Linked DNA regions of Gossypium hirsutum: all the other regions are linked to region 3. A link is a contact called in public Hi-C data. All regions are on one chromosome and are shown on one strand. The core of a region is the stretch at or near the end of the contact, and the rest is flanking DNA. Distances in the headings are between cores, read along the strand shown. Region 1 holds the start of LOC107912453 (N-alpha-acetyltransferase 35, NatC auxiliary subunit). Region 2 holds the start of LOC107912473 (ubiquitin C-terminal hydrolase 22). Region 3 holds the start of LOC107912346 (zinc finger BED domain-containing protein DAYSLEEPER). Region 4 holds the start of LOC107912465 (synaptotagmin-5).

Evidence for each region. A called contact is a pair of places that touch in the nucleus more often than the background predicts.
Region 1: a Hi-C map of seedling shows a contact between it and region 3, with 5 times the contacts expected there. The contact joins the promoter of LOC107912453 here to the promoter of LOC107912346 in region 3. A contact is called at or near these places in 6 of 34 Hi-C or Micro-C datasets (anther, leaf and seedling).
Region 2: a contact with region 3 is called in a Hi-C map of leaf, with 4 times the contacts expected there. The contact joins the promoter of LOC107912473 here to the promoter of LOC107912346 in region 3. A contact is called at or near these places in 2 of 34 Hi-C or Micro-C datasets (both in leaf).
Region 4: a Hi-C map of leaf shows a contact between it and region 3, with 2.3 times the contacts expected there. The contact joins the promoter of LOC107912465 here to the promoter of LOC107912346 in region 3. A contact is called at or near these places in 2 of 34 Hi-C or Micro-C datasets (hypocotyl and leaf).

Annotation. Positions count from the first base shown.
Region 1 is chrD08:23,670,358-23,673,133 of Gossypium_hirsutum_v2.1, reverse strand. It overlaps LOC107912453 (N-alpha-acetyltransferase 35, NatC auxiliary subunit), which reads left to right and starts at 1,523. Exons shown (of 16, transcript XM_016840641.2): 1 at 1,523-1,888; 2 at 2,368-2,435. The coding sequence starts at 1,762.
Region 2 is chrD08:23,752,553-23,755,252 of Gossypium_hirsutum_v2.1, reverse strand. It overlaps LOC107912473 (ubiquitin C-terminal hydrolase 22), which reads left to right and starts at 1,433. Exons shown (of 3, transcript XM_016840674.2): 1 at 1,433-2,700. The coding sequence starts at 1,927. LOC107912481 (actin-related protein 2/3 complex subunit 3) reads left to right here. Exons shown (of 8, transcript XR_005917237.1): 7 at 69-130; 8 at 394-787.
Region 3 is chrD08:23,533,695-23,536,551 of Gossypium_hirsutum_v2.1, reverse strand. LOC107912346 (zinc finger BED domain-containing protein DAYSLEEPER) reads right to left here and starts at 1,531. Exons shown (of 2, transcript XM_016840518.2): 1 at 1,072-1,531. It overlaps LOC107912320 (pentatricopeptide repeat-containing protein At4g30825, chloroplastic), which reads left to right and starts at 2,227. Exons shown (of 3, transcript XM_041099252.1): 1 at 2,227-2,355; 2 at 2,546-2,857. The coding sequence starts at 2,589.
Region 4 is chrD08:23,720,711-23,723,410 of Gossypium_hirsutum_v2.1, reverse strand. LOC107912465 (synaptotagmin-5) reads right to left here and starts at 1,360. Exons shown (of 12, transcript XM_016840655.2): 1 at 917-1,360; 2 at 675-830; 3 at 479-599; 4 at 1-95. The coding sequence starts at 1,021.

The DNA.
Region 1 (2,776 bases), core at 274-2,773, 140 kb before region 3:
TAAATTGAGAATCAAATTGTGAAAATTGAAAGTTGAATTGAAAAAAAAAAGAGAATTGAAGGGTTTATATAGGAAAAAAGTAGCGGTTTGGATTTTTTGCCCGTTGGCAAATGTTATTGTTGCACATAAAACGTGTCCTACAGGGTGCTCTTTTATTGATCTGCCAAATAAAACACGCCACATATGTCACATTTTTAGGAAAGAGAAGAAAACGCGTCCTATATAGCGTGTTGTTCTTAGTAGATCAGTGAAAATACATTTTTTCTCTCTCCAAAAATAATATAAATCGATAAATTTTTAGAGAATGGTATATATATATATGTAAATTGGCCCATTAAAAGAATAAATAAAATAAATATATTATTAAAAATTTATAAGATACACGAAAGAGTAATGATACCAACAAAAAAAAATTGTAAGACAATCAATAAATTCAGAAACCTTTTAAAGCTAAAAAAGTAAAGTCTCTTTGTCTCCCTATCCTATCTTAAGCTAAGTTTTTTGTTTTGAACTTCCTCAAGCTATGTCTTCAATCTTCATAACTCAGCATTTTTATAACTCAAAAATAACTTCAATCAATCCCAAACACCTTTATGACTCAAAAATGGCTTCCACTGTCCATTTGTTGCCATCTAAATCCCCTTCGTCTTCCATGGAAGACCCATCTACGAAAGCCACCAAGGGTAAGCGAGCGTCGTACTAGGCCCATCTCAAACCGATCCTTGCTCGGAATCTAGAGAGCAATCATATTCCTTGTGCAATGCAGTCTTCATCGCCTCAAATCTTCCATAATCGCTGCTGAGCACTTAAAAGAACAACTGCTGCTCCAATTCTTTGCTCTGTAGGGATTTTGCTTTGATTTTGAAATATAGGGTTCTAAGATTTTTAGTTTTTTTTTTCAAGTTTTAAGGTTTAGGAAATTTGATCTAGAATTAGGACTTGGGTTTCAAATCATGTATAAGGTTTCACAAAATCACAAATGAATTTTAGGATATCAGTGTTCAGGTTTGAAGGAGTTATTGTATGTAAACAAATTTTGTACATATTCTATACAAATTAAATTTGAGTTTGGACTTTTATCAATTATTTTGCTTTCTGGGTTTGTGCAGATGAATTGTATTTTTAGTTTGAAAATAATTTTTCTATTAAGTAAAAGAATCTAGAGCAGGAGAGTGAAGATGGGGTTCTTATTTTTTTATTTATTAATAATTTTAACCTAAAAAAATGAAAGGTAAAATTTCTATCAAGTCCCTCTTTCTGTCTTTCGTGACTGTTTTGCTTTTGTTTGTGGCCCACTGCCACGTGTCTCTTTATTGATTGTTCACGTGTCATATTATGTCAGAAACTACCAATGTTAGATCCGAGTACACAATGATAGACTGAAGAAAAGTACAGGTATCAAGATAATAAATTAAAAATGTAGGTACTACATTGACAATTTCGTTAATGTACAGAGGTAAATTTTGCTATTATCCCTCTATTTTTTATTATAAAAAATAAAAAAAAGTATTTCTATTTCATAAAGAAAGAGAGAAAAGAATTGTTGGGTTGAGAAAAGGTTGATATGGAGCGAGGGGGGACCCGGCCCGACCCAGAAGATGCCCTAAACCCTCTCTCAGCTCTGTTGGTTTTACGAGGTTTGTTGTGGCAACTGGCACTGTAAAGCCAAGACTGAAAAGAAAACACCATCGTCAACCTCAACCTCGCTCGCTCACTGCTTGAGATCCTCAGCTGTTCAAAACTTTTCAACTCAATAACCTAATGGCTGATAAGCCAGTTTATGAAGAAGCCTCCATCGACGGCCAACCACCCAAGCTTGCCTCGATTCCCGCCAGCGACACCACTGTCTGGGCCGACGCTTCGCCTCTCCTTCAAGCCGCCTGTGCAGGTTCTATTTCTCCCTCTTTTCTCCCCCCTTAAACCTCTGTTTGGTTCTCGGGAAAATAAAAGTCAAAAAAGGAAAACCATTTCCTTTTTATATTTGATTAGGAGATCTAACAGCGAATCCCTAAACCCTATTGCTTGTTGAGTAAAATTTTTCAGTTTCTTTGGTAACTGAAGTGTGGAAAGTTATTGTTTTTTTGTAGTAGAGAAAATAAATAGGGGAAAGAGAAGGTATTAACTTTATGAAAGCTATGGCTTTCTCCCTTTTATTTATGATCACCCAAAGCAAGAAAATTATTATCGAATCATAGTTTTTCTTTAAGTAACTATAAATCTTATCATTGCTGTTGTGAAGCTATGCCAAATATAGAGAGAAAATGTGGGTGCATTCATGTGATGATTAAGACCTTATTTGTTTAGTTTTTTTTTATTTCTGGGTTTCGCTTTATCACTTAGCTATTCAGCAATGCTTGGTGATCACAGGTCTTAGAGATGGAGAGCTCATTCATGGGGACAATTTCAACCTTTTTGCTGCCATGTCTGCTTTAGAGGTGTTGATACTTGATACTTCTTGGTTATTGAATGATAATTGATCTTTTGTAATTTTCTTGGAAGTTATCATTATCTTAGTTAAGATGATAATTGATCTTTTGTTTTCTTTTTAGGTTTACTTTTCTCTGCCATTTATGCTTTTACAACTTGATTTGTACATTGTCAGTGTTTGAGCTATTAACATATTTCCAAATGAGGGTCTGTTGCAATGGTCACTTAGACACTTGAATGCTTGATCCTATTCTCAAACATCAAGTGATGTCTTTACTAACATAAATCTGACATAAACAAAAAAATACCTCCATTTAATATGTATTAAATTGACTTTATTTTATTTTAT
Region 2 (2,700 bases), core at 184-2,683, 220 kb before region 3:
AATGCTTGTTTCTGTTATCTTGTGTAATACAAACACTGTATCAGATCATATTAGAAAACATTTGACAGGTCTTGGAGCTGCCATTAGCTGTAAGAATTTCCTTTCATGTCCATGATGTTAGAAGTTCCAGGTACATGTTCCTAACAAGTTCCATTCTTGCTGGTGGCGCTTTATTTCGAAATTTGATGCACCCAAAGCTTCATTTACATGAAATATTGGTTGCCTTTCATTAATTGCCAGTCTAGAAGCTGAACAAACATTGCTAAACCCATTTAAAGCCAATGATTATCGACGTTCCTTTTGTTATAGTTGGAAAAGAAGCTGCCATGATTGATGTTTATGATCTTGGTTGTGCTCTCTGCTTAAATTGCTAAACTGAGACCGTCTTTTTAGGCATCATTAAAGCTAATTATGTCAACCAGTGGATGATATGGTGAAAAGACTAACAGTAACAGGTTTGATCTTTAACCCTTTAGTCAAGGTGAAACTAAAATGTCTATACAAGGTGGTTGGGTAGACTTGTCAATTCCAGTATGTCTCACAGTTAATATTTAAAGTATTATATTTTTATACATATAAATTTGTGTTACAAATATTTATGTTGGTATTATTGGATTTCGATGATAACGGGCAGTGGTGGTTTAGTTACCAGACAACCAAATTATTGAGCTTTGGTTGGTGGGTTCATGAATAGTCTCAGGGACTGTGTCATTATAATTTTATAAAAGGAGAAATAGGGGTCCTCGCATGACTGCCGAAATGATTGGAGGCCATGTGATTTCCAGTATAAGGATTAGTAGTTTATTAACTACATATTAGCCACCGAATTTAACCCAGGTTAGCATTCTTATTTTCAGTCGAATATTTATATCATAGGAAAGGACCGATTTTAATTTTTGTTAAGTGTCAACTTATAATATGAATACATAATGTTTCAAATTATATGAATTATTAATATAAAATATGGATATTAAAATACCGAAAAAAAAGGAATATTTTCTTACAAAGATGCGTCATTGCATTGTAGATATGATGGCCCTCTTCCTTGCCTTGAGAAACAAGTGCCTATGAGGAAAATGATGCCCCCTTTTCTTTATCTGCTTAAAACCAAATCCTACCTTTTAGTTTACTTCACATGAAAGGAAAAAAAAACCCAAATTTCGTTGATCAAAAGGATAATATTAGGTTAAATTAAATATAGGGTCCGAAATTGTTAAAGAGTATATTATTCAAATTGGTCCATTTAATTTATCACCTTACTTCAATTAATCTCTCATTTTATATATAAATTGATACGAAATTATATTGCAGATATGAACACTAAACGCAGCATGTAAAAAACAAAACATAATCCTGTATGAAAAATTACATTATTTTAACACAGACATGAATGTTTTAAATTATGTATAATATATCAATATTTTTACTTGTACCAAAAAATAAGATGCTTTATAATACAATATAATACACAAATTATCACATTTATTATGTTGGAAAAAGAACAAAAAAAAGGAAGAAAACAAAGGAAATTACTACTATTGAAAAAGAAAGGCATAATTTATTATAAAAAAAATAAAAACACCAAAAATGAATGTTTCCTTCTTCAGCAAGTATTCAATAGCTTTTCTATTTTCTATTTCATTCATTCTTGGAAGAATGCATAAAATATATATATATAAAAAAAGAAAGACAAAAATTACATTTTATTTCTTAAAAACTACATATGAAATCCGATCAATGCATGAGCATGGACAAGATCTGATACATGCTCCCAACATCTTCTCATCAAACTCAATGCTCCTTCACTATCAATCGAACAATCTCAGCCGTTGATCTTCCCCTTCCCTGATCCAGATCCATGACCCTTATGTCCTTCATATCTAGGGTTTCTATTCCCAACGCGACTTTCACCACCCCGCCACCACCATGTCTTCCAAGATCAACGGCCACGTTTCGCCTCAGCCGTGTCCTCACCTCCTCGTCTTCCGTTCCCGCAACGGCCCCAAGCCCTTTCGCGCCCTACAGGATTGTATCCGCGTCAAGCCGCCCGGCGGTCGCGCCGCCATAAGGAGGGAACCTACTGAGGTCCCACGATGCGGCACGTGCGAGGAATCTTCCCGTTCGAGACTCTACGCGTGCGTCGCATGTGCCGCAGTGTTCTGCCACGCGCCTCTTCTTCACTCCCACGCGTCTGATCACTCGCTTTCCATCCCCGGTCATGAGATCGCCGTTGACGTCGACAGAGCTGAGCTATTTTGCTGTGCGTGCGGTGACCAGGTATACGATCGCGACTTCGACGCTGCCGTCGTCCTTGCACAGACTGTCAACGCTACCGCAACCACCTCCACTTCCGGATCCACCGCAATGCAGTGCAGCGTTGCTGGATCTCAACCGGAGAATCTACGAAAGCGCCGTCGAGTAGATTATCGTCCGTGGGAGCCAGATTCAGGAGAACACATTTCCAGGGGAAATCAGTCGATCCCTCTTCTGGACGCGGCGAATGCCTCATTGGTTTCGTCAACACAACAACCTTGGGGATTACGTGGATTGAATAATTTGGGGAATACCTGCTTTATGAATTCAATATTACAAGCGTTGCTCCATACGCCGCCGTTGCGAAACTATTTCTTAGGCGATCGACACAATAGATATTATTGTCAGCAAAAAAATGGTGCTATTAATGGCACTAAAAATTCAAGA
Region 3 (2,857 bases), core at 282-2,781:
AAAAAACAGTACACACATTGGACTATAAAGTTTTCACCACTAAATGAAACACCCAGGAGCTGGCAATCCAGGATCATAATTAAGAGCTGCTTTGATTGGAAAGAAAAAGAATGAAAGAATCCAACAATGAGTTTACATCAGCAACATTAATTTTAACAAATGTGTCTTCAAAAATAAGAACTTTAAAAATTGAATATGGGTATATCCAACGTATACAAGTATAGCCCAAATATAAGAGAAACATTAGGCTAATGGGTCAAGGAATAATTGAAACTGTGCCACGTGTTGAAGTGGTCCACAATAAGACCAAGTCGTAGTATAACAATTTAACAATACAGGACAAAGGACTTGGATAAGATCCATGTTAAATGGGCCCACTTTACGCACCAGGGCTAAAATAGACATTTACATTTAAATGGGCTGAAAAGGTTTACATTTTACAATGCACCCACCCCCCCCCCCAAAAAAAAAAACGTAGATCTAGGGTTTGAAAATAATAAAAAGAACAACAAAAAAAGCATAAACAAAGAAGGGAAAGCCCAGATCAGTCGAACTGAAACCCAATTCCATTTCAAAGATCAAACTCAGCTTCAAAGGCATCTATTAATATGCCCAGATTAAGAGCAAAAGAGAAAAACACGAAAAGAGAAGGAAAAATAAAACGTCAAAAGAACAAAAACCCATGTCTGCAGTCTGCCCAGATCAACAACAACCAAAGAAGAAAGACCCATTAACTGTACAGATGAAAACCAGGAAATGAAGAATAAACAAAACCCCATATCAATGCATGAAACGAGAATAGCCATATTTAAATAACATAAGCAAAAAGGAAAGGGAATCTATGGTTTCAATTCAAAACAAAAAGTCCAACGACTTCCGTAACTTTTAACAAGGACAATAAGCCAGCAATCATCGTAATTCTCTCACAAAATTGAAACACGAAGCGTTTAAAATCAAAATCCTCAACTCAAAACAACGAATCAAGCATTAAAGAAAGAAAAATCAAAGAGAAAAAGGAACAGCCAAAATTTCAGTAAACGGAGAAATTAGGTAAGGTGATGAGATTTTTACCAGTCAGCCCAAACGAGAAGCGATCTGGGAGCGAGAAGAAGGCCGGAAAACGACGTTGAAGGGGTGAAAGATCTAGGGTTTTGCAGGAGAGGAGAAAGACGGAGAGAGAGTCGGGGGGGGGGACGGAGATTTGGGCTCAGAACAACAGACCCCAAAAGAAGGCTAATTGGACCTGAAAGGTGGAGAGTAGTTGTTGGGATGGGTGGGGATAAGGTGAAAATTGTGGGGTTTAATAAATTAAAATTTTCGAAAAAAAGAAACTACGTAAGATATCCCACTTTATTTAATTTTGGACTTTTGGGTAGGGGGAACCAATTGACTTTGATCTCATCTACCCAAGGCAGAGACAGCCCAATGGCTTGCCATCTCTCAATTTGTTCAATTCAATGCCCTTTCTTTAACCACCTTCACTCTTTTTCTAGCTGACTTGGGTTCTTGGGTGGCTTCTCATGCGAACAACATTTCAACCCAGTTGCTGCATAGCCAGGCCACTGTCGTTTATCCTACTAAAATATTAGAGATTTGCCAACTTCATCCATCATATGAATGGTCTTGCTTCGTTTACTTAGACTGTAACCATTTCTGTTACCAAAATCAAAATACAAAATTATCCCACCTTTTTTTTTATTTGAAAAATTAGTATATGCTTGGTAATACAAGGTAAAGTGACATAAACTCCAATATAAACATAAATTTAGTGGGTTACTTGATTGTAGGAATGTTGATAAATGACGAAGATGTTAGACTTTAAATAAGTAAAACTATGTTGGTTGTTATTATTTTTATTTATTCACTTTTTGAGGCTAAATTAATAAAAGGGATTTAGTTTCCGGTTTACAAATAGTTTATAATTAAAATTACCTCGGAGCTGTATTTATTTATGGGCTAAATTTTACTATTGTAGATTTAGTTTTTATACTTTAATCTGATTACTTTTAATCCTTAAATTTTAAGAATTTTAAATTACCAACTAAATAATAACTAATAAATTTATTATTTTTGCTACAAATACATTATTATATATATAATGCAATGCTATCTTACTATTTTCACATATTATTTAAAAAAATTAAAAATTTATTGCTTAGTAAAAATTAAACCATTTAAAAAGTAAATTAACTTTTATTTATTTATTCTGTTTGTTACTGTTGCAATGTAAACCGATTTGTTTCTCATGGCTGTAAAGTAGAAAAGGAAATTAAAAAAAAAAGAGAAAAAAAGCAAGAAAATCCAGAAACGGTTATTTTGCTCCACTGCTTCAACCTCCTTTATCCCATCATCAAGGTACTCTACTGCTTTCTTCTTTAATTCCATTCATCCACAAAAGTGATGCATAATTTTTTCTTCAAAATCCTATAACAGTAATTATAACAACTATGGCTTCTTTGAAATTGTCCCTTTCTTGGGACTCTGTCGATTCAAAGAAACTCAGCTTCTACGTTAACCCATCTCATTTACCTGATCAATGTTCCAGTTTTTCATTCACCAGTTGTTTTCATGTCGCAAGAGCTGCTTCCATGCTCACTTCTTTGACTAGGCTCAAACATATTAGAGTCGAACCCGCCAACGTTCCTGACCCTAACCCAGTCGATAGAGATACCCCTTTTTCTTCCAAAAATGAATTAGTGAATGAAAACCCAAAACTTGTTGAGGGCCGAAAAGGTCAAAACCGCAAGAAAGGGATAACAAGAAATGTGGATTTCAGGTTTGGTTCCAGAAGGAGTGGTAACGAAGTAGAAAAAGGAGATCTTTTTGTGTGTAGAAATAGCGGGTTGGATGTTGATTA
Region 4 (2,700 bases), core at 111-2,610, 190 kb before region 3:
AGTCTTGATAGCAAGTACTATATTTGAATTTGCATCCCACTGCATTTCCAACTCCATTGTCACACTATCAGCTCCATCTTCAACGATACTTACTCCTAAAGAATGACATTGATTCATAACATTAACAAGATTCTAACCAATTTTTGAGTCTTCCATTCCAAAACTCGCCTAGAAAAGTCTCATTTTAGTAAAGGAGAACAAAAAGTGCGTTGATTAAGAAAAAAAGGCAACCAGTGTTGAACTTTATGGATAACCACATACATTATTTGCCTACACTATCATCTAGAACAGTTATGTCCCAAAATTCAAACTGATCTTTGTTTTAGTCATTTGCAGGAAACTAATGGCCATTGGGAACAGCATTGAGAAATCCCGTTAATAATTCAAGTTCCAAAAATTAAAAATAACGATAACCGAATAAGAAAAATAAGAATAAAAACTTTCATAATGTAAGGATAAATTACGCAAATTAACTAACCAGTAAACTGTGGTGCAACAGTGCCGAGAGTAAACTTGGAAAACTTCAAAGAAGACAGTAGAACTGGCCTATATTGCTCTAGCACCGGCTCAACCGACGCCTTTATCAGATCCGATGCTGCCTGTAACACCAAATCTAAACAATTAAAAAATAAAATAAAATAAAACTCTGTTTCATTCACTAAACAAAGCTTGACCTCGTTAACGTAAGGCCAGATCTTCGTAAGGTGCTGATTAAGCCAAGTCAACTTCTGGCGCTGAGAGAACACCACCCAAGAAGGGTAGAATTCTGCCGGCAAGATCTTTCTAGAATCTTCGACTGTCATTCTTGCGAAAGCAGCCACCGTGGTTGCCTGCAATCCAAAAAGAAGATTAGAATAAAAAATTTAAAATCAAATTGGAAAAGAAAAGAAAGAGAAGAAATTAGTGAAGGACTAACAAGCTTAGTTCGAAGATTGGATCGAGAGTTCTCAGAGCGAACAAAGAAAACGACAATAGCAAGGCCGGCGACAAGACCGAACAGCAGCCCGACAAGGAAACCCATTTTCCGAAGACAATAGTAGGATTGGAATTTGAGAGCACAATATTTGTATTTTATATTTATTTATGCTTCAGATGGTGAAGAAGAATGGAGAAAGTGGTCCATGGAAAACAAAATGTTAAAAGTTAAGTGGTAAAATTGTGAAATTAACAGAATAGAAGATTTGGATTAATAATAGAAAAGGATTTTGGGGGGCGGAGATTGAAGATACCAACCACTGCAAGAATGTAAGTGAAGGGTCTTTGCCCGTTTGCCGACAGGCACACAAAAGGCCATCCGTTTTGGCTAGCTTACTACACTATATTCTTCTACCAATCTAATTGCTCCACGTCCGCTATAGATTTTCTATGCTATAGTGCCTCCGCTCTCTCTTATGTTAGACTTTAGTGTATGGGTTTTCTACAAAAAATAATATAAAAAAATTAAATACAAAAATATATAATAGATTAATTATAAAAATGGATCTATTTCTATAGTAAAATAAGGTGTCACCAAGTTGCCATGCAGCATCACCCTAATATTTTCTCCAATTATCAGCTAATCATGTTTTTGGAAAAAATATATATTTTTTAAGTGGTGTCGCTTGACATATTAACGATACTAATATGAATTTTTAAAGAATACATGTATTTTCGAGGATTATATAGAATAAAAATACACGGTGAATATTTTTTATGGTGTCACCTGACACATTGGCGGCATTAACGTGTTTTTTTTAAAATGTGACAGAAAATAAAAAATGAAAAAAAACAAATAAAAGAAATAGCTGGAGGTGAATTTGACCAATTGGTCACGTCAGACGGCAGGATGTCAAGCTGGTGCCGCCTGACTGAGACCAAACCGATCACGGCTCACCCCCAACCTTTTTTTCTCCATCCTTTTATTTTTTTCTTATATATAATAAACGGTTTCCCCTTACCCAATTGAAAACAAGAAAGTGAATGAGAGACTTTTGTGTGTTATTAATTGTGTTAGAGTTGGGGGGAGAAAAAATTTATTTGTGTTGAAGTTTTAAGGAGAACTTGTTAAGAGTTTTAAGGTATTATTTTTATTTTTGTTTGTAATAATAATTTGTATATTGTATGTTTATATTTTATTTTTAATACTTAGATCGATTTAAGGTTTAAGATTTTATTATTGTTAATGTTTTATAGGTTAATATTTTTTTCAATAAAGATACTTATGTTTATAGTTTTTTTAGTTAGTGATTAATATTATTAAGTGGATATTTACATTTAAATAAAACAAAAATAAAATTATTTACGAAAACGGGTTGTGGTAAATATTACTATGCAGAAATATTATTATTTTAAAATGATATGTTTATTCAATTTTGTTTGTGTAGATATTGAAATGAGTTAATTGATTAGAGAAATCGGTCGCACTGCTATGATGATTAATGTCTCAGTAAAAAAAATTTGCTACTTGCTATTCATGGGTATTTTATAAATTTGCACATTATTATTTTTTAATTAGCATATTTAACTAATATGGTAATTTGTTATGGATAGGGTGAGTATCGCATCCTGAGAGCGTGTGTCCATGGTCCGAGCTACCAACCGAATGAACGCATTTTCCCCTGTTTGGATGTTGCGGGATTTGGAACGACGACATTGATTTTGATGTTTGAGCTTAGGGCCAACTTGATATTCGCCTTGGTTGAAAGGTGACGCCCGAAGACC